Linked DNA regions of Mus musculus: regions 1, 2 and 3 are each linked to region 4. Evidence: chromatin contacts called from public HiCAR-type and promoter capture Hi-C data. All regions are on one chromosome and are shown on one strand. The core of a region is the stretch at or near the end of the contact, and the rest is flanking DNA. Distances in the headings are between cores, read along the strand shown.

The links. Promoter capture Hi-C pulls out the DNA fragments that hold promoters and counts their contacts. HiCAR-type assays count read pairs that join an accessible place to other places.
Region 1: a contact with region 4 is called in a promoter capture Hi-C map of hippocampal neurons, with 3 times the contacts expected there. The contact joins the promoter of Tuba3b here to the enhancer-like site in region 4. A contact is called at or near these places in 9 of 39 promoter capture datasets (the 3T3-L1 cell line, cranial neural crest, embryonic stem cells and 4 more), 1 of 115 datasets of contacts at active chromatin or transcription factors (large pre-B cells) and 3 of 9 other capture datasets (adipose tissue, embryonic stem cells and liver).
Region 2: a contact with region 4 is called in a HiCAR-type map of fibro-adipogenic progenitors, with 5 times the contacts expected there. The contact joins the promoter of Lmntd1 here to the enhancer-like site in region 4. A contact is called at or near these places in 16 of 484 Hi-C or Micro-C datasets (the AML12 cell line, B cells, the HL-1 cell line and 11 more), 4 of 115 datasets of contacts at active chromatin or transcription factors (embryonic forebrain, fibro-adipogenic progenitors, heart atrium and 1 more) and 1 of 9 other capture datasets (macrophages).
Region 3: a promoter capture Hi-C map of hippocampal neurons shows a contact between it and region 4, with 2.4 times the contacts expected there. The contact joins two enhancer-like sites. A contact is called at or near these places in 1 of 39 promoter capture datasets (hippocampal neurons) and 1 of 115 datasets of contacts at active chromatin or transcription factors (pancreatic cancer cells).

What each region holds. Positions count from the first base shown.
Region 1 is chr6:145,613,852-145,618,631 of GRCm38.p6, reverse strand. It overlaps Tuba3b (tubulin, alpha 3B), which reads right to left and starts at 2,669. Exons shown (of 5, transcript NM_009449.3): 1 at 2,543-2,669; 2 at 177-399. The coding sequence starts at 2,545. It overlaps Gm38475 (a long non-coding RNA gene), which reads left to right and starts at 4,313. Exons shown (of 3, transcript XR_378153.2): 1 at 4,313-4,741.
Region 2 is chr6:145,431,624-145,436,414 of GRCm38.p6, reverse strand. Lmntd1 (lamin tail domain containing 1) reads left to right here and starts at 1,490. Exons shown (of 10, transcript NM_028742.2): 1 at 1,490-1,510; 2 at 2,414-2,541; 3 at 2,620-2,729. The coding sequence starts at 2,650.
Region 3 is chr6:145,589,269-145,594,457 of GRCm38.p6, reverse strand. All of the region lies in intron 1 of Gm38475 (a long non-coding RNA gene), which reads left to right. Among named protein-coding and RNA genes, the nearest start is that of Gm38475, 22 kb to the left of the region's middle. Within about 2 kb of position 3,372, at least 31 of the 459 cell types and tissues checked have an H3K27ac peak or open chromatin away from gene starts, as enhancers often do. A contact at or near this core is called in hippocampal neurons, where this site is marked.
Region 4 is chr6:146,267,693-146,272,880 of GRCm38.p6, reverse strand. The region is part of intron 37 of Itpr2 (inositol 1,4,5-triphosphate receptor 2); the gene reads left to right. Among named protein-coding and RNA genes, the nearest start is that of Gm35596, 51 kb to the right of the region's middle. Within about 2 kb of position 1,555, at least 182 of the 459 cell types and tissues checked have an H3K27ac peak or open chromatin away from gene starts, as enhancers often do. A contact at or near this core is called in the AML12 cell line, B cells, adipose tissue and 10 more, where this site is marked.

The sequences.
Region 1 (4,780 bases), core at 1,420-3,919, 660 kb after region 4:
CACTAAGAGTACACATATCATACAGCTCATACAACTTTAATTTTCTCACCCAACAAAGTCACAATTCTACATACTATGTATATGTACATCCTGTCTACTCTGCACAGGTCTCGGTGGGCTTTTCCGAGACACCCCAGTTTCCCAGGAAAGCCTCCACTCAGGCCCCAAGCACCTACCGACCACAGTGGGCTCCAGGTCCACAAACACTGCCCTGGGCACGTGCTTGCCGGCTCCAGTCTCACTGAAGAATGTGTTGAATGAGTCGTCCCCGCCGCCAATGGTTTTGTCGCTTGGCATCTGACCGTCAGGCTGAATACCATGTTCAAGGCAGTACAGCTCCCAGCAGGCATTGCCAATCTGGACACCTGCCTGCCCCACGTGGATAGAGATACACTCACGCTGGAAACCAGAACAGAAACATGAAACTGCATGACACACCTATACAATTTTGAGTAGTACCTTGGTGTCTATTTTCAAACTTTATTTCCAAGAATGCTCAGGCACTCCTTTTATCTCTGTTAAAACTGACTTCCACTAGGTATGGTTGTGCAGGATTATGGAATTCCAGTTCTCAGAAGGAAAGAGTAAGTACATTCAAGTCCAACCATATCTCAACACATACACACACACGAGAGAGAGAGCAGCTTGTTCCGCTCTGAACTCTCTAGTGATAATCCTCTTGCCCCAGCCTCTCAAGTTCTAGAATTAGAAATGTAAGCCATCACATGAGGCTAACCATACTCTTCAGTAGGAGTTCACCCCAGAGTATAAATGTTTGCCACTTTTCAAAATATTAAAGTTTAAGACTTGCACACCATACAATGTCGACAATTAGCTCATCATGGACAGTCACAGTAATTCTCTGGAAAATAATCTATGTGGTTTTAATAGTGGCCTGTCTAAAGGATAAGATATACTCTAATAAAAAAGACAGAATAGGTCCCAGGGTACCCAGCCCTAGCCTGGGTAGTCACTGTGTTTTTTATCTGCCCATCTAGAAAATCTTGCGTTCTAGTTTCCTGCCACTTTTCTTTCTCTTTTTTGTTTTAAGATAAGGTCTCACTATGTTTCCCTGGCTGACTTGAACTCACAGAGATAATTTGCCTTCATTCCTGCATGGGTTTCCACTGGCAGACTACATAGCCTGGAAGTCAAATAAACCCCTTCCTCCTAAAAGTCGCTCTGGTGTTTTTATCCCAGCAACAGAAATCAAGTTAGAATATGTTGCCAAATTCCATGCACGGCAAGGATTTCACCATAAGAACAAAAGGATGGGGGCTGAAGTGCCTTCTCAATACATTTCTTAATGAAAAAATAATGATCAAGCCAGGTGTGGTGATACAAGACAGGAACTAGCTCAATTATGAGGCTAAGGCAGGGAGACAAGTTTGAGTTTACCATGAGACCCTGTCAAAAAAAACAAACACATTCCGGCTGTTTAGACCTAGATCTCATTTGGTATTTGTTAGCATGTGTTCCTTTTGAGTGAATATAGATATTTTAAAAAGTTCCCTGCCTAGGGCAGGAGAGATGGTTTGTTTGTTAAGTTCTCCTCTTTCAGGGACTGCCCATGACTGCAGCCTCTGGATAGTCACTGCCCTCTCTGGCTTCTCTGGGAAATGGCAGTCATGAACACACACTTCCCAAAGACACACCTACACATTTTAAAACAAACCAAAAACTTAAGAAAGGTTCTCAGTTTTATGTTTTCCCCCTTAAGGTCTTGTAGCCTGTGCTGGTCTCAAATTCACTACCTCAGATTAGTCTTGGGCATCCAAGTTCCCTACCTCTGCCTGCATAGTGTTTGGGACTGTGGCATGCCACACCATAGCTCATATACCTTCTAAAGGGCACAAATGATTCCACTTATAAACCACCTAACATGACAAGGAGCTGCAGGCACAAAATACAAAAACTTCTTTGGGAAGTTTGGTGGCCAACATCTGTGATTCTGACAGAGAAGGCAGAGGGCAGGACTATCAGAGTCTGGAGGATTTCCCCCTGCACAGTAAGCTAGGGACCAGCAAAGGCCGTGAGAGACTCTTAAATTTCCAAACTGAAGCTGTCTGGGCTCGGTCACTTTCACTTTCACTTTCCTATGGTGAGCATTAGGCCAGAAAGCTTGGTAGCTTCTAGAATCTTCTGGAACCCAGGCGATTGATTGTTTTCTCAGTCAAGGGCACTGGCATCAGAAAACACAAAAGTTCCCTTTCCAAAAACCCATCTCGGCACTCTCGAGACTGGAATCGGACGAGGCTAAGGCTGGAACTCTTGTGCCTCTTTTGTCAGGTGCTGTTGGGCTGGGACTCCAGGCAGGTTCTGCACCCCAAGGTGCATCTCCCTCTTGAGAGAGTTTGGGCCATGAGGAGATGCCAGGCTCTGAGACCTAACACCCCCATCCCACCCCACCCCCTGCCGGGGACCTGGGAGAGGAGAAGCGGGCTCCCAGCCGCTTCGCTTGCTCACCCTCACAGGACCCCAGACTCTGAGGAGATGGCGTTCTCCCTCCCGTGGGTCCCACCCCGGTTCGGGCTGTTCTCACCATGCTGAACTCCTAGCAGAGCACCTCAGCCGATCCTCAGAGCTGCTCCTCAACCGCCGCTCGTGCGCCCAACGGTCCAGGCTGGATGCTCCGGGTACTTAACGCTTTCTCCCTGGATGCTCATTAGTCCAGAGCGTCTCGGGGGCAGGCTTAGGCGCCACGTCCTTTTTGCGATTGGATGTGGCTCAATTTGAAGCGGTGGTACTTTCTGATTGGATGTAAATTTGGCGGGAAGGCTCTGGAGTGGCTGGAGGGGAGAGAACTTAGGATCGGGAGACTGGAGGTCTGCGCATCCCTGACATCCGGCTTTGCGCAGGACAAGTGGGGTGCTCAAGCTTCCCTGGTCTGCGCATGCGTGACCTGGGGAGGGCTTTGCGGCTGTGCACTCCCCCCACCATCCTGCCATGTCTCACCTCGCCTCGTATTACCTGGTGCAGAGAAGATCTCTGGCCAGACCTAAGAGAAAGGCAGATGGCCCTTCTTCCAAAGACACGAGTTTCTGGGCACCAGTTATGTACATCCTGGGAAGCCAGCATCCGTTTGAGAGTCTTCCTGAACAGTCATCTGGGTTGGGGTATGTAGCTCTGGCTGGCTCGGGATGATGTAAGGTGAACTCTTGTCTTAGCTTGCATCAGTGCTGGGACTATAGGTATGCACTGTGCCTGGTGGGGATCAGTGGACATACCTTCCTTCCTCAGGATATCCAAATGCACATAATTGAATTGAAGGCTATATAGCATGTTGTGCCATTTTATTTTATTTTATTTTATTTTATTTTATTTTATTTTATTGGCATAAACTTCTGTATCCCACCCTGGACTTGACTCTCCCTGTAACCAAGAATGGATTTGAACTTTCAAATAGTAAAATGGAAATTTTACAAGCTAGAGAGAAATACTGGCTGTCCTTCATCCCTGTGTGTATACATTTATGATTTTTTTATGTAACTAGGATCAAACAAGATTTTTAAAACCACCTTGCTGAGATTTAGTTTTCTTACTGGTAATACAATTATTCTTTTAGTGTGTGTGATTCCATTAAGTTGGGAACTTCTAGGCTCAAATTGTGGTCACTCCTCTGGCCTCCTGAGTAGCTGGGACTGCAGAGATGTACCACCATACCTTGTTGATTTTTTTCTTTTTTATGGAAGAGAGTGTTTGTTTTAGCGCACAGCTTGGGGGGTACAGTCTGGCCTGATGGAGAAGCCATAGCTTCAGATTAAAAAGAAATTATTTATTTCTTGAGTCAGATCTATCCCAACCTGCCTTGAACTTGTGCCGTCCAGAACAGCCTAAGACTTTGATTCTCTAGCCTCTACCTCCAAAGTGCGGGTGATATGAACCTATGTAACTAAGCTCTGTATATACGGTATTGGGAATCAAACCCCATGTATCTTGGATGGCAGGTGAGTACTTTACCATCTTAACCATGTTCCTGGTCATAGGCACCCCTGTTCCCACATGTCTTGGTTATCTGTTAACTGTCAGTTTGTCCCAGATCAATCAGATAGGCCTGTGAGCAAGCATGTGGGGGATTGTCTTGGTTAGTGACTGATGTAGAAGGCCGCACCCGCTGTGGGTGGCACTGATCTCTGGACAGGTGGTGCTGGGCTGTCTATGGAAATTTAGCTGTGCAGAGCGTGAGCAAGCCCAATGAGGAACATTCCTTTTATGATCTCTGCTTCTTCAAGTTCTTGCTTGGGTTCCTCCCTGACATCCCCCAGGAATTGACTGACCCGGAAATATAAACCAAACAAATCGTTTCCTCTGGTTAGTTGCTCTTGGCCATGATACCACGGCTCAGGTCAGCATAAGCTGACAGCGGTGTTTGGTGGACAAATGAGTAAAGGGAGATGAATGGCTGCAGAGCAAGGAGGAAGGTCCTCGACGGGGAAGCTGAGGTGGAACGCTAGCTTTGAGAATCGGGAGCAAATGCAGGTGTTGGGGGTTGTGTGAAGGCCAGCGGCTGTGCTTTTCCTACCCTGCTCTGAAAGCAGCACGCAGCTGTGTGTGAAGCCCGGAATGAGCCCCCCTCATGGAGCTGGTGGTGGTGTTCAACTCTGTTCACCTGGACCTCCTACGGAGGAGAAACCCATCACCTCCACAGACCGTGATCTCATTTACACACCCAGGTCTCAGAAAAGCCCCTTTGGGCAGCTTCTCTCCTGTGGATGTCAATCCAGGTTCACAGTAGTGGGAGGTGAGTGTTTGTTCAACTTCTTATAATGACACACTGAGC
Region 2 (4,791 bases), core at 241-2,740, 840 kb after region 4:
TTCCCCACATTTAATTCTTGCTTCACTAGGACAAAAAACACAAGATATGAAACATCTTCTTTGTTTTTAAGTCAGGGTCTTCTTTTGTAGGCCTGGCCTAGTACCCTCCGTACAAACCAAACTGGCCTTGAACTCATGGTGACCCTCCTGCTTCTACCTCCCAAAGTCTAGTATCACAAGCAAAACTCAGTTCCGTGTTTTCTATTCCCTATCTACTCTTAAAAGGGCTTAATTCCCCATACAAACTTCTGGAATTTTTTCTCCCATAGGGGCTAAGGTCAGAGATAACCGAGAAGCGGGAGAACGGGTGATCTTAGAGCAGAGGTGAAGAAAAGCAGGGTTGATCCTGTTTAGAAATGGATAGACTTTCGGATCCAGGAATACACTGGGCAGGAGTCAACTGGGGAATGAGCGTGGGAACAAGTCCTTCAAAGCAAAGCAAAGGGCGTAACTCCTGCCCCAAGCCCTGGTGCAATGCCTTTGGCCAAAGGTCACGTCAGTTAGCTTCTGCATTATCAGAAGGCATGCTCCCATCTCTCTCCCACCGTAGCTACTCCCCTGTACACACCCAAATCTTACTTATGGTGACAGGACCCAGGCTCAGATATTTGCCTGGAGAAGTGGCTGGGCGTCGTTTTCCCAGCTATTGTTTGGCCATGTCCTTCCTGAGCTAGAGGGAATAACAATGGTGATGAGAACTGTCTACAGCCTGGTGGATCCCCTTTTTCAAAATGGTGAGCAACAGATCCCAGCAGGCATATATGGTCCCTCTCAGTAACCAATGCTTACTTCCTGGGGAGCTTAGGTCTGCATTATACAAATGTAAAGCTAGCTTTGAATTCATATGTATTGTGAAGCTAGATTTCAGACTCAAGTTGTCATTTATTTTCCACAACTGTGACTATCTGGCATGTCAGGTGCTGTGTGGGAAAGCTTTGTGCCAAGAAAGAGTATGTCAGGTCCTAGTGAGTCTAATACTTCTGGTTCCTGTCCAGTAAAAGCCAGCCCTACACACACCCAAATCTTGGCTCCTCCCCATACACACCCAAATCTTGGCTCCTGACCCTGTGTTCTCATGCAAAATTCTCCTTGTGCTCTATTTTGTCCTTGCTTCAAAATCACTGGCATTGTCTCCATGGCAGCAAAGAAGGAAAATTGGTTTTGTTATAAAAGTACAGTAGCTTAGGCAAGGGAGCAAGGAAAGTCCACTGACGGAGTGGATGCTGAAGCAGTCACACAGAGCCCACTGCCCAGGAAGTGGTCACTGAAGTGGCCACACGTAAAGTCCACTGCACAGGGAATGGTCCCTCAAGCATCCACACGTAGTCTGCTGCAGGGGGAAGGCTGGCGCAGTCACACATTCAAAGCTTTCAGAAGCTTTTCTCAGTTGATAAAAGTTTCCTCGGAACTATGAAACCATGAATAGAATCTCCGATAAGACAAATGAGGTCATAATGACCTCATGAGAGCATGTAACAGCTGAGAACCCACACAGACTGGAGGAGGTGGGGTAAGGGGGAAATCAGGAAATGATCAATCCATTCTCAGCCCTTCCCATAAGTCTCCCAAGGAGATTGTTACCCAGTAGGCCTATTGTGTTCAAAGGGCACAGGCTTCATCTTCAAGGTTGAGAAAGTGTAGCCAAATGTTTACTGCCTTCCAACTTCTTGTCCTTTTTCAACTTATTAACAATTATAATTTAAATCGGAAAGTGTGTTGTCTTCCATGGGAAGAATTGCTCATTTGTAGCACCTAGCTACCGTTGGTTACATAGTAGATGCTCTCTGATAATTTCTAAATGAGTTCATTCATTCCTTTCATCATCCATAATGTATGTAACAAATGCATAGATGCCTATAACTTCATATCTGGTGACTGTACTCTCCCACCACCATTTTCTATCATAGAACATTAAGTGTGGGCTTCTACACAGAGAAGAAATGAAGTTAGGGAGAGTTTTCCTAACTTGTGATCTTGGTATAACTGGAAGGATTCCAGTTATTAATTGGCTTTGGTTATCCTCACTAACAAACTGCCTTGTGCCTTAAAGTTACATGGTTTCCATTCCTGCCCCAGTTGTTTTCTGTATAGTCTTTGCTAGAGGGAGGGGGAAAGCAAAGAAGAGAGAAGAGTTGTGAAAACATGAGTTGTGATAGGTTCCAACATTTATGTACTGCCCTAGGTCCTCAGAAACCCACAATGGACCACTGAACATGTCAGCCTCTGAGGGAGGTATGGCACTCAGTGTTGATGGTCTACAGACTTCACTACAGCAGTCAGCGTTCAGAGCTGGAAGCTCTGTAACCATGGTGACATGAGCCTGTTCTCTAGAGGCAGTGGTGGCCAGATGCGAGGTCGTTGGTTGTCATAAAGGCTGAGCTGCTCGCCATGGTCTCTCTGTGGTTTGTCTCAGATTCTTCGCCCATAGAGAGAGGCATTGAATACGTCGACTCTGACATTTCTCGTGAGAATGGTCTTTCTAGTACCAGTGTAGCAAAGGAATCATAAAATTTGATAAACTGAAGACAGTTGGATTAGCAGGTAAGATCATCTTAAAAAGAAAGTCCCCCTTGAGCCTCTGCTGTGGTCACTGCCTGAGGCCATGATCTCTTTACCTAGGGAAGAGAAGAGGCACCTCCTCTGCCAGCCATGATGAAGGAAGCATCGGAGCCTCTAGCCAGTGTCACCAGCATCAATAAGCAAGACAGTAAAGTACAGGATGGAGAGATGTAAGAACACACCAACTGGGGCAAGCGGGGTCTGGCTTACAGTTTGGGATGGAATACATACCTCAGTGTTTAAAAATGACTTAGGTGTGGGTGTCTCGCGCCTTGGCAAGTAAAAGTGCTTGCCTGCAAGCCTTGTGACTGGGATGTGGTCCCAAACCTCTGTCATGGAAGGAGCTCCCTCCCCAATAGTAAGTACAATAAAAACCATCTGGGAAGTCATTAGAACTACAAATTCCATAGGTTTCCCAAATATAATGACTCACAGCATCAACTATTTTCCCAACCTCTGTTTTATAAGACCCCCCCCCTCCTCTAAGCAACATAAAGAATTGCCCTAGACAGAACTCTTCCATAAAAACCTGGGTGGGATTTCACAGCTGCCCTTTAATGGACCAAGGCCATCAGCTTAAGAGCTTGTCTAGAGCAGGTGTGGAGGTGTGGCAGCTCACACCCATGTTTCCCGCACGCTGAAGGCTGAGGAAGGAAGCCTGGGCTGCACCACAAGATGATCTCAAAAATCAAAAGCTACACAGAACCACCACCAATAGCAAACTGCGAGGTGAACACGAGACCATTAGAATTTGCTCAGGGAAGTGTTGGTGGGGGCAACATGCATAATAGCCCCTGCTCCACCACAGCTGTTAACCATCTGTCAGCTGAAGCACTGGGGTGGGCTTTCTTTGGTTGGCTAACAGAAGCATTCAGCTCTCAAGGGCACGTAACCAGAAGCCGTGCATCACCTCAGACTTAGCCCTGTGTTCACCATTCAGCACCCGGCACCTGTCTGTCATGAGAAGCTGGGACTGTCAGTATCTTCAAAGCCGCATGACCCAGCCCTCTCAAATGCTGGCCTGAGCTCCTGCCATTGCTCCTGGCTTAGCATCTGTTATCTATAGAGGAAGGAAAATACAGAGAAGGAGCTGGGCAAATGCCAGGACTCAAGGCAGTAAGAAGATTCCCTTCTAAAAGCACCCACAGATGGGTGAGCACAGGGCCCATACACCCAGCTGTAGCCTAAGAGCCAAGTCCTGGAACCTTCACTCTTCCCAGGATGTGTGCAGCCATCAGACACTTATTTTTATTCTTTTCTCTTCTTTTTTTTTTCTGAGACAGGGTTTCTCTGTATAGTCCTGGCTGTCCTGGAACTCACTCTGTAGACCAGGCTGGCCTCGAACTCAGAAATCCACCTGCCTCTGCCTCCCAAGTGCTGGGATTAAAGGCGTGAAGCCACCACTGCTCAGCTCAGACATTTATTTTTAACAGAACTAAGGCTTCCTGAGTCCCTGGGCCAAGTTTCTCTGTTCCAGCTACACAGGGCTTAGTGGGAATCTTTTATACTGGACTTACATGTATTTGGAAGGGATTTTTTTTTTCCTAAAGGAAAAGTTTGGGGGTGCTTACAACATTAGCATACGGAGAAGACCAGAGTGAGCGTGCAGTGGAAACCAGATATGAGGAATGCCGATCACCTCCCAGGCTTTGTCCAGGCCGCAGCAGGGAGAAGCTCTCCCATGGGAGCCTGTCTGCGGCCGCAGAGATGACACATGTCAGACCCTGTAGTCTCCTGCCCACTTCTGTCATGATCATACTCCAGAGTGTGGGGCTCCTCAGACAAACGAGAGTGCTTGGAGCATCACCGAGCTCACTGAGCACCGAGCAGGGGAAAACGCAAGTCTGAAAGCCTGTGCCGTTTCTTCGCATTTTAAAAACTCTGGTTGTGCTTTCTGAGAGGCTCATTTAGTGGCATCTGCTGTTGATTAAGGAGAGCTCCAGATATAAACATTCCCGGGGAAGGAATGCGCAGAGTGAAGGCATGGGCGTGATGATTCCCAGCGAGGACCTAGTGAAGATGGCAGAAGAGGAAGTTCCCCATAGAAACCACACCGAACAACCCCAGCCAGATACCGTCTTTAACAACCTTGTGAACGGAACCGTTTCCCGTGGGTGGGTCCTGCAGAGACTTCCTAGAGGAAGGAAGCTTCGTTTTGGAGCACGGCTTCAGAGTTGTCAACCATGGTTGACTCCATTACCTTTAGGCTGAAAGAGCATGGAGGAGGGGTGT
Region 3 (5,189 bases), core at 2,123-4,622, 680 kb after region 4:
CACCAAGAAGACAGGATTCAGAGCGACTCCTGTCATGGTGGTCCTGGTGGAGGAGTTAATGAAGGACTGGGATTTACGAAGCTTCCGCTTTTACGACTCCACACAGACAGCCCGTCTAAACCAAAGCTTCACTCTAGGTGATTAATTTTATCTCAGGAAGTCAGGGGCCTGCAAAATAGCCTGCCCAAGGTTGTTCTGAAGATTAAGTGTTAGGGCAGGATTTAAATCGGAGTCTGTCTGCGTCCATGGTTGGCTGCTCTCCATGTGAGGTGTGTCAGAGTATTCTACTACATACTGGACCTTGCAAGTCCACTGGGCTCGTGGCTGCCCTGGGAGGCCTGAACCTGTGCCTCCATACCAGCCTGCAGGTCAGAGCCACTTCACTCTGTGCCATTACCCTCCCTGGGTCCTGCATCTTACAAACCACAGATGCCTCTGTGTGTGTGTGTGTGTGTGTGTGTATGTGTGTGTGTATGGTCATTGTTAGGTCACTTCCTCTATAGCTCCCCACCCTATTCTTTGAAACAGGGTTTCTCACCACCCTAGAACTTATTGATCAGCCCAACTGGCTTGTGGGAAAGCTCCAGGAATCCTCTTATTTCTGTCTCTTTAGTGCTGGAATTATAGGTTCATGCTATTATGCCTAACTTGTTACATGGGTGAGTGCTAGAGATTTGAACTCAGGCCCTCAAGTCCTTTGCCCACCGGGTCATTATAACTGAAGGAATGATATGGCAAGAAGTATCCTAGTCCGTTTTGTTGACTCGACACAACCTAGAGCCACCTAAAAAAGGCTTGTTCCAACAACGCAATGATTTTTCCAGATCAGGCTGGCCTGTGGGGATGGTCCTGGTTGTTGATGGATATGGGAAGGCCCAGACCACTGTGGGCAGTGTCTTCCCCAAGTAGATGGTCCTGGGTTGTATAAGAAAGTAGGCTGAATGGGTGAGAATCACAGCTGTGTGGCCCTTGTGCTGCTAATATTTCTCTTGTCAGGTTTGGAATCCCTCATTCTGAATAGGCTCCAGCATATATAAACCAACAGATATGCAGCATGTGAGCAAATAAAACGTTAAAAATAAGGAACTGATAAGGAAACATAAAGAAAGAATATATTCAAAAGGTCTCATTGACAAGTGGGCAAGAATGTCTTCTTTGGAAAAAAAATAGGTCCACTGCTACTAAATGACCAACTCTAAAAGTTCAATGATCTATTTTATGTGAAGTGTGTTTTGTTTGCTATTGTTTTTGTTTGTTGCTATTCTTGTTATGTTTTGAGACAGTTTCTCCTTTCCTCTAGCCAAGGTTAACCATGAATTCCTGGTTTTCCTGCTTTATTTTTATTTAAACTCTGAGATTATACATTTGTGCAACCACAGCTATCCTATCATTAAATAATGATTTTCTGTAAAAAAAAAAAAAAAAAAAAAAAAAAAAAAAAAAAAAAAAAAAAGAAAGTAGGCTGAGCAGGAGCCAGATGGAGCAAGTCAATAAGAAGTGTTTATCCATGGCTTCTGCTCCAAGCTCCTGCCTTGGCTTCCCTCCATAATGGGCTGTAATTTGTGAGCTGAAATTTCTTCCCCATCTTGCTTTTGGATATGGTGTTTGTCACTGCAACAGAAAGCATCTAGGGAAAGACTCAGCCCACTGCCTTTAATGCAGGTCTTGCTGTGAGGAGCATCATGTGTCTGCTAGTTTAGAAACTCTTTTACAAACAGATCTGCGGAGTCATTTTTGAAAAGCGTACGGGAGGGGAAGGGGCTGGCCCTCAGCAGGCGGGAGCCTACAGTTCAGTAAATGTGGGCTGACTGACAGTGGAAATAAAACCTGGGATCACAGACACCGGCAGACGTAGTCTCCTTAGGGAGCGCACAGGCCTTTGGCACTTGCAGAGCAGTGTGTGTTACAGCGAGGACTGCTAAGACCAGGTCCTAGAATTGTTAAGAAGCCATTAGAGAGATTCTAGATAGAGTGTCTGTCTAGAGAGAGTCTAGCTAGGACAATTCCAGGAGACCAGTGGCCTGCAGTGTTGGTAAGGACTGCTTGTGGAGGAGGGTTTTCTAATCAGCTTGCCAGCAGCAAATACAGCCGTAAAATGGGAAGTAAGAAGTTACGCCTTGTAGAGTCCAGTGATGCTCCTCCCTGGGGGCCCATACCTCAGTCCTGAGCTTTCTCAGCAAACCTGGGGCTGACAGACCACTCACTCCTGGAGTGGCCCCAGCTGGCTGGCAGTGCATGAGGGACAGAGGGCAGACCGCGCCCACAGTTTGGGCTTAGTGAGCCTCTCCCAGAGATAGGGAACTCTGCCACACAGTTCCCTACCGAATTCCATCTTTCAATTCTATCAATCCTAATGACTGGGAGGAAAGCATTCCTGAAGAGATCGACCCATCTCTTTTCTTTCCAGGAAACACTAATCTAGGGGACACTACCGCAAAGGCATGAGGGTCATTTAGAGAATGTAAGGCTAACTTTTTCCTGGCAAAACAATTCTTCATACATAACTGTAGGGTTAAATGCCTGAGAAATTACATGATGTTAGGTATATGTTTTATGAATTTTAGCCAACCTCTTCTAAGAAATAGACCATTTTAAGGGTTAGTGCACAGCAGTCATTATCTGCATATCATGTTGAAACCCACAAAGCAAACATGTAATCTGGTTGGGTCACTCACACAAATACAACTACTGTTGCCAGTTAGGGGAAGTCTTACAACCAAAGCCAGAGAGAAGAACAGATTGAAACAATGTGTTTTCCTAGGGAAAAAAGGGGATTAGGTCCTTTGATCTACTGGAGCAGTCTCCCAGATCAACAGGGGTAGAATTGATTTGGTCTGTAAAGCTAGAAGATTAACTTCAGAGAAAGGCATGCTGGGACGTTTCCATATTCCGTTGGCTTTTTCATTTATGTTTTTCCTAATTTTCTGGGGAGGTGGGCACTACAGCTTCATTCCTCATCTAGAAAAACAAAACATCCCCTAACCTACACCGTGACCCTGACCAACAGCCTGCAGAGGTGAAAGAGCTCTCAGGATGGGGCCAGTTGTGCTTCAAAGCGGACCCAGTGTCCACCCTAGTCCAACAGACTGAGATGTCTTGTAATCAGTCATTTCCCTGGAACCTTAAACAACAAAAGGTAGCTCTCTCCTTCCTCCTGTCAGTCTGGTTTTCTCTCAGGATGGAAGGTCTCCAGGGCTCTTCCTCCTCCTTGCTGTGCCTATCTCAGAGGTGGCTCTTACAGGGGTCCTCGCAGGGTGTTGTATTAGAACTGAGTTATGGAGACTCCGTGTTAGGTCTGGGATGGAGTGTGTGCCAAATGGTGTCCTTCCCTCAGTCTATGTGATTTATTGCTTGCATTTTGCATATAAAATGCTTGTTTTTCTGAAACACAGATGGGTCTTCCTGCCTGCCTGCCAAGGAGCTGGTTCCCAGCTCAGCCTCACAATTTAGGCTGCCACCTTCCTCTTCATTGGTTTGTTTGTTTGAGACAGAGTCTCTTTCTGCCCAGGTAGGCCTCCAATTTGCTACGTAGCTGAGGCTGGCTTTGAACTCCTGACCGTCCTGCTTCTACCTTCCAAGCACTGGGATTGCAGGTGCCTTCGTTTGCTTCTGTTGCTGGGATAAACACCGCAGCCAAAGCAGCCTGGGGGAGGAAAGGGTTTACTTGACTTCCAGGTCCTGACCACAGTCTATCACTGAGGGAGGTCAGGCAGGAGCGCAAGCAGGAGCAGACTCAGGAACCGTCACGGGACAGTGCTGCCTACTGGTTCGTTCCCGGTGGCTTGCTCAACCTCCTTCCTTATACAACCCAGGACCATTTGCCATGGGATGGGACCACCCACATCAACCATTAATCAAGAAAATGTCCCATAGACATGCTCACAGGACAGTCTGATGGAGACAGTTCCTCAGTTGAGATTCCTTCTTCCTAGATATATTTAGGTTTGTGTCAAGTTGACAACAACTAACTGGTGCAGAATGTATGTATGTGGACGGCAACGCCTGACTCTGTCCACAGTTTTGACTTTGCACTTACAGAGCGAAATCCTCACTGCTAAGACCTAGCACCATGCTTTTATCAGTGCTGCCATTTCTAAGGAGTGTTTCTGAAATGATGAGCTAAAAGAAAAAAAAATCCTCTTGTGGTAATGTGATCAGAAAAATGACTCCAAATGGCTGTAATTTACTGAGGAGCTTCCTGTGGTCAGTGATTGAAGCAGAGATGGAGAACTGCATTCTGTTGGTGGTGGATCACTCTCATGGACAGCATGGCCCCTCTCCCTTCCCAGGCCCTCTTCTTTGGGAAAGCATGGTGATTAAGGTCCCAGACAAACTTGAGTTCTTGTGGCCTTGGCCACATAGCCTTATTTATCCTCAGAGCTAAGAAATCATGCCATGAATGAAGTTATTTAATGATAGTCATCTGTACTTTGTGAGGAAATAAAATTGAAAAGATTGTAATGGAGTTAATTTTAGGGTTTAAATACAAATAATCACATGGTTATAATTATATAACTCCATGCATACCATTTTACTGGACATTGTGAAACAATTAATGCAAAGCAGATTTCATTTTCACTAAGAACTCATGGCTTGCTCTGAATGCCATGCCTTTCATATGAACACAGGGAGGAGAGGAGCTTTCTCGAGTGACAGGCTGGATCGTCACACTCCCTCAGAGTTCAGAGGTCAGGGCTGCCATGTGCATTCCATCTAATAGAAAAGCAGTTATGACCAGAAATGTAGAAGAAAGGCTATCTTGTAAATTTTGTGAAGCACTTTAAATATTTTTTATCCCTTTACATTAAAGGGATGATTTTAATTGTTCAATTACCCCTATTTATTTGTGCACATGCCCATGGCGCATGTATGGAGGTCAGAAAATCAAGTATTGGAGTCAGCTCTCTCCTGCCAGTGGGTTCTGGGGATGACAACACATCAAGCTTGGTGGCCTGTACCCGCTGAGCCACCTTGCGGGCCCTGTCTATACGCTCATGACTCTATATGTGTATAACATTTAGAACTCCTGCCATGAGCTTTAATCTTCTGTACAGGTGCCAACAAGTAGTTTTTGGATGAAAGAATTCATAACTAAATGAAGTTTGGTGATTTATAGATGGAAAAATATAGAAAAAATATTTTTTGAGGAAGATCTTTATAGTAATATCCAGGAAAAGGGAAAGTTTGGG
Region 4 (5,188 bases), core at 306-2,805:
GGTATAGAAGAGAGGGCGTGGAGACCTGGGCTTTGGAAAGCTTTGGTGATGGGCAGGCCATAGGGACTTGAGGATGCTGCTCTCTTGCTGGTCCCTGTCTTCATGGCTCACCTCCTGGTAGCAATATTTACATTGAAATCTTTTGAAAATCACTTACTATAGTGGGTGCTGTGGAGGAGGACAACTTTGTGAGTGAGGCTGGATTAAGCTTAGGTTTGAACCAGGCTTACTTGCCTATCTTGTCAGGCCTGGATTCATTTTTTAAGCATAAATTATTTGCACAAACTAATAGCATTATTTGTGACATACTTCTGAGTGTCTATAACATATTTTGGTTGCTCCAACTTCAACACCTGTGTATATGGCCTCCCTGCCTCCTTAGATGTCAGTGGGCAGACCATAGAGCAGGGCTACAATTGAGATGCAATATCACAAGTTACCAGTAGGCGTCACTGTTCCATAAATGATGTCTCTTGGAGTAGCTGAGTACAAACCTTTAAATTATATAAATGTTTTCATTTCTTCTCATTGATACTTTGAATTCTCACTATATAATTTTAAATATTCAAGCCAGGTGAGATCAAAACTGTTTCTACCTAAATCTAGTTCAGGTTTTATTCAGAATTCTAGTCATTGGTGTTATTTTAAACAACTCTTCCCCTGTTTAATTTTAGCTACTGTAATATTAAATCGCTTCCTTCGGTATTACTTTGGTATTTAATAAAGACATAGGTGCATCTTGGAATCCTGAAAAACACATGTTTGTCACTTCTTCTGTGTGTTTGTGGGTAGTCTCTGCTTTCTCTTCATGTGTCAAGTTCATACCATCGCAGGTTGCCTGCCAAGCTCTTGTTTTTGAAAATAGCAGGCACACATTGATTGCTTTATACCTGGGTTCAGGATCTTTGTATGTAGATAGACTTTTTTTTTAGAATGAGAATTCGAATACAGAAAAGGATAGGTGTCCATTTGGCATTCAGTGCTTTTTCACTAGGGCCCAGCATTAGCATAAGAGAAGGCCTGGGGGTGCGTAGATGCTCAGTCACATTCACCACACTCATGTGAGCTCAGCGTTAACAGAGTAGCATCACCAGGAAACTAGATATACTCATGATATCTCATGATAGTGCGTGTTCTGTCCAAGCGCTGGGAACAAACCATGTGTGTCTGGAGTTAGTTGTTCCTTGGGGCTCACATTTGGAGAAACACTTATGATTGACAATTGGTTATACTTACTATAACATCTTAAATAAATTATCCCAATGTAGCCACAATCTAAAAGTTTATTTGAAAGGGCAGGGGGAGAGTTGTACAGTGTACATTTGACACCTGCTTTTGCTGTGGCTTGTGGTGACTTCTGTCCTGATATGATCTGTATACAGTGTGATCACTTTTAAAAAAGACCTCTCCCTACTGGTAGGCAGGAAACCGTGTCTTGTGTTCACTGCCAAGAAAGTCCCCAGGCACATGACAACACATGTGTACACTGCATATCAGAGCTGCAGGGTGTGGTTGGAGGAGACACGGACGGCTGAGCCACTGAGGCGGCTCTGCCAGCAGCAGCCTGTGGTTATGTAACTCCTGCAGTGTCTGGCGCTGTGCTTCACTGGAGACAAGTCACGTGCTGTGCAATGCCATTGCCTGAAATTCAGTTGCTCTGAAGGATCCGTGAGTCTGCGTGAGAGAAGCTTTGGCCGCTCTGTACTAGAAAGCAGATGTTGATCGGCTGCACATAACTGATGAGTGTGCACACTAATTCCAGCAAGGACATTTGCTGTCTGTCTGTCTGTATCTCATTATGCTCCTGAAGAGAGAAAATTAAGTATTATGTAATACGGACAAATAATGAAGTGGAGGGAAGCAACTCAGTCCTCCTCACTAGAAAAACTTGTCCCACATCACTTAAAAATATTTTTATGATGATTCAGCAATTAATGCAACAACAACAACAACTATTCCTACTACTACTACAAAAGTAACATACTGGACATTATTTTTGGGAATTTGTGTAGGTAGCAACCAGTATTTTCCCCCAATGCGTGGTCTATGAAGGAAAAAGGAAATTTGCAAATTTTAAGGAACATTAGTGAGAAAAAATTAAATTATGAGTTCAAGTGGACTTTTCTTTTTAAAAGATTTTTATTTTATCTTTGTTTGTGTATGTGCATCTGCATATGCAGGTATCCACATGGGCCGTGGAGGGTGCCAGACCCTTGGGGCCTTTGTCCTTGTGGGGCCATCTTTCCGGCTCTTCAGATAACCTAGAAGGTTATCTGAAGTTAGAAACTTTGGGCAGATTTTACTTTCTTTGTGAGAGTTGTGGAATTGGGACCAGTCAGAAATTCACCCTTATTATATGGCTGAGACTTCAGATTGCATCTCTCAGAAGGAGATCTGGAGTCTGCAGGAAGGCAGCGGTCGGTCGGTGTAGGGAGAGAGGCTGAGGGTTCATTTATCTTCCCTGGGGCCTCACAGAGAACCCAGAATACAGCCAACTTGGGCTCAGCTCTCCTGACCGCCTCTGGCTTCCTGCCTGCAGGATTTCAGCAGTCAGACCGATGCTAATGGCTGTGAGTAGAAATCAAAGGCCCTGAAGCCCAGACTCAGTCCACTCTGCTGTGTCAACAGGGATTAGCTGTTCAGTTCTGTGATTTTGGGTAGGTTCCTCTTAAACTGTAACAAAACCAATGTTGTTCATTTTTTTCCCTCTTGCAAAAGGTCTTTTTATTTTTCTCTTATTCGTTAAAACCTCCGGATGGGAGTTTGTTGAAATCCCCATTTTTATTCCAACCTTATCGTACATATGTGGATTCTGCGTGTTGTTTTCTAACACACTCAAAATGAGATTATAACAATCAGCTCTTTCATAGATGATCTGACTTAGGCGGGACATTCGACACACGTGTGTGATTTACTTTCCTGTCAGCAGAATGCATGTTTGTAGGAGGCATGATCGTTCCACTGGACCAAAGGGTAGCAGGGCAGGGTTAGGCTGCTAGTGGTGATGGGATATGGGTTTCAAACAGACCATTGAGTGTTTCACATGTCTGTGCAAGTGGTCCACACCAACAGTGTGCGAGCGGTTCACACCCACGGCTGCAATTTAGGGCAATGCTGATTAATTATCCTTGGGATGCGGGTCCCAGGAGGTCTGCTTTTGATTTAATTTATCTAATATTCATGTGCATGTGTCTGGTGCACATGTGTGTATATGCATGTTTGCATGTGTGTGGTGGACTCAGGCTTGCATGGGTGCATGCGGAGGCTGGAGGTTGATATCAGGAATCATCCCAGCTGCTCTTTCATACCAGACACAGGTTTCTCAGCCAGACCCGGAGCTCTCCCGAAAAGGCTAGTGTCTCTCAGCTTGTCCTGGGGGTCCCCTCTGCCTTCTGAGGTTGTAGTTACAGCTCACCTGCCACACTTGTCTTCCCGAAAGAGTCTAGGAATCCAAACTCCAGCCCTTACACTTGCATAGAGCACACACTAGCTGCCTAGACAACTCCCCAGCCCCAGCGATGCTCCCTAGGTGGCTGTGATGTGAGACTCATGTCTACTTCCTGTCTAATATTCTCACCTTCAGGGACAGCATCTCCACACCTCTATTTATGCTGTGCTTCTGATGTGGATGGATATGTTTGGCCCTCCTGTGGGTTCTACAGAGTGAAAACATTTAAAAGAAAAATTGAACCAAATAGTACTTTTTTTTATTATTTTTTATTCCATAAAGAATGTAGAATAGGGATTGGAGAGATGGGTCACTGGTTAAGAGTACTTGTTTTTGCAGAGGACTGTGGTTTAGTTCCCAGCACCCACATGGAGGCTCACAACTGCCTTTAACTCTAATTCCAGGGGATCCAACTCTTTTTCTGACTTCTGCATGTTCCTGTATACACATGTGTGCTCACATACACGCATACACACACACACACACACACACACACACAATAATAACTCAGAGACAATTTCAAGTTTACCAGTGAATATATGTACGTTATATGCAAAGACCATGCTGTTAGGCCTCCAATGCAGGTATGCACACACACACACACATATACAGCATGAGTGTGCGTGTGTGTGCACATGTGCTTATGCCGCTCATCTTATATATTTAACCAAACTACACATAACTTATCCTTGTTGTTTCTTGGCAAAAGCATAGTAGAAAATATCTCTAGTCAAGACAATCATAAGCTATTCTGCGGCTAACACAGTGCTGGTGTTCTTTAATAGCTGAATGGCATGTGCTATAAAAAGGCTAGCTAGCCTCCAGGTCTGCAATCGAGACTCTCAGTATAACTTTGTTAATGAGCTGGTGATGGAAGGGCAGCTTGTTATCCTCAGCTACTGTGGTTTTCCTCTTACATCTTTACGCAGCAATAAAGGAGCTGGCTGTCCTGCATCCTTCAATTGAGTCTGGCTTTTTGTTTATTTCTTTTCTTGGCTTTATTTAAATGATAATGCAGATCCAATAAATGGCTTTGGCCAGGACTACCTAAGTCTCCTTCTTTCTTTTTTCTTTCCTTTTTTTAAAAATTAAAATTGGTTATTGTATTTATTTACATTTCAAATGTTTTCTCCCTCCCCAATTTCCCCTCTGCACCCCCCCATCCTTCCTCTTCCCCCTTCCCTTGCCTCTATGAGGGTGCTCCTCCACCCACTTACCCACTCCTGCCTCACTGCTTTAGCGTTCCCCTACACTGGGGGCATCAAGCCTTCACAGGACCACGGGCCTCCTCTCCCATTGATGCCAGATAAGGTCATCCTCTGCTACATATGCAGCTGGAGCCATGGGTCCCTCCATTTGTACTCTTTGGTTGATGGTTAATTCCCTGGGAGCTCTAGGTGTTTGGTTGGTTGATATTGCTGTTCTTCCTATGAGGTTGCAATACTCTTCAGCTTCTTCAGTTCTTTCCTGATTCTTCCATTGGGGTCACTGGGCTTAGTCAGATGGTTGACTGCAAGCATCCGCATCTGTATTGGGCAGATGCTGGCAGAGCCTCTCAGGGGGCAGTTATACCAGGCTTCTGTCAGCAAGCACTTCTTGGCATCAGCAATAGTGTTGGGGTTTGGTGTCTGCAGATGGGATGGATCCAAAGGTGGGGCAGTCTCTGGATAGCCTTTCCTTATATTCACCATCCCCCATACTTTGTTGGCAAATGATTATCTTGTTTTGCTTCCAATATTT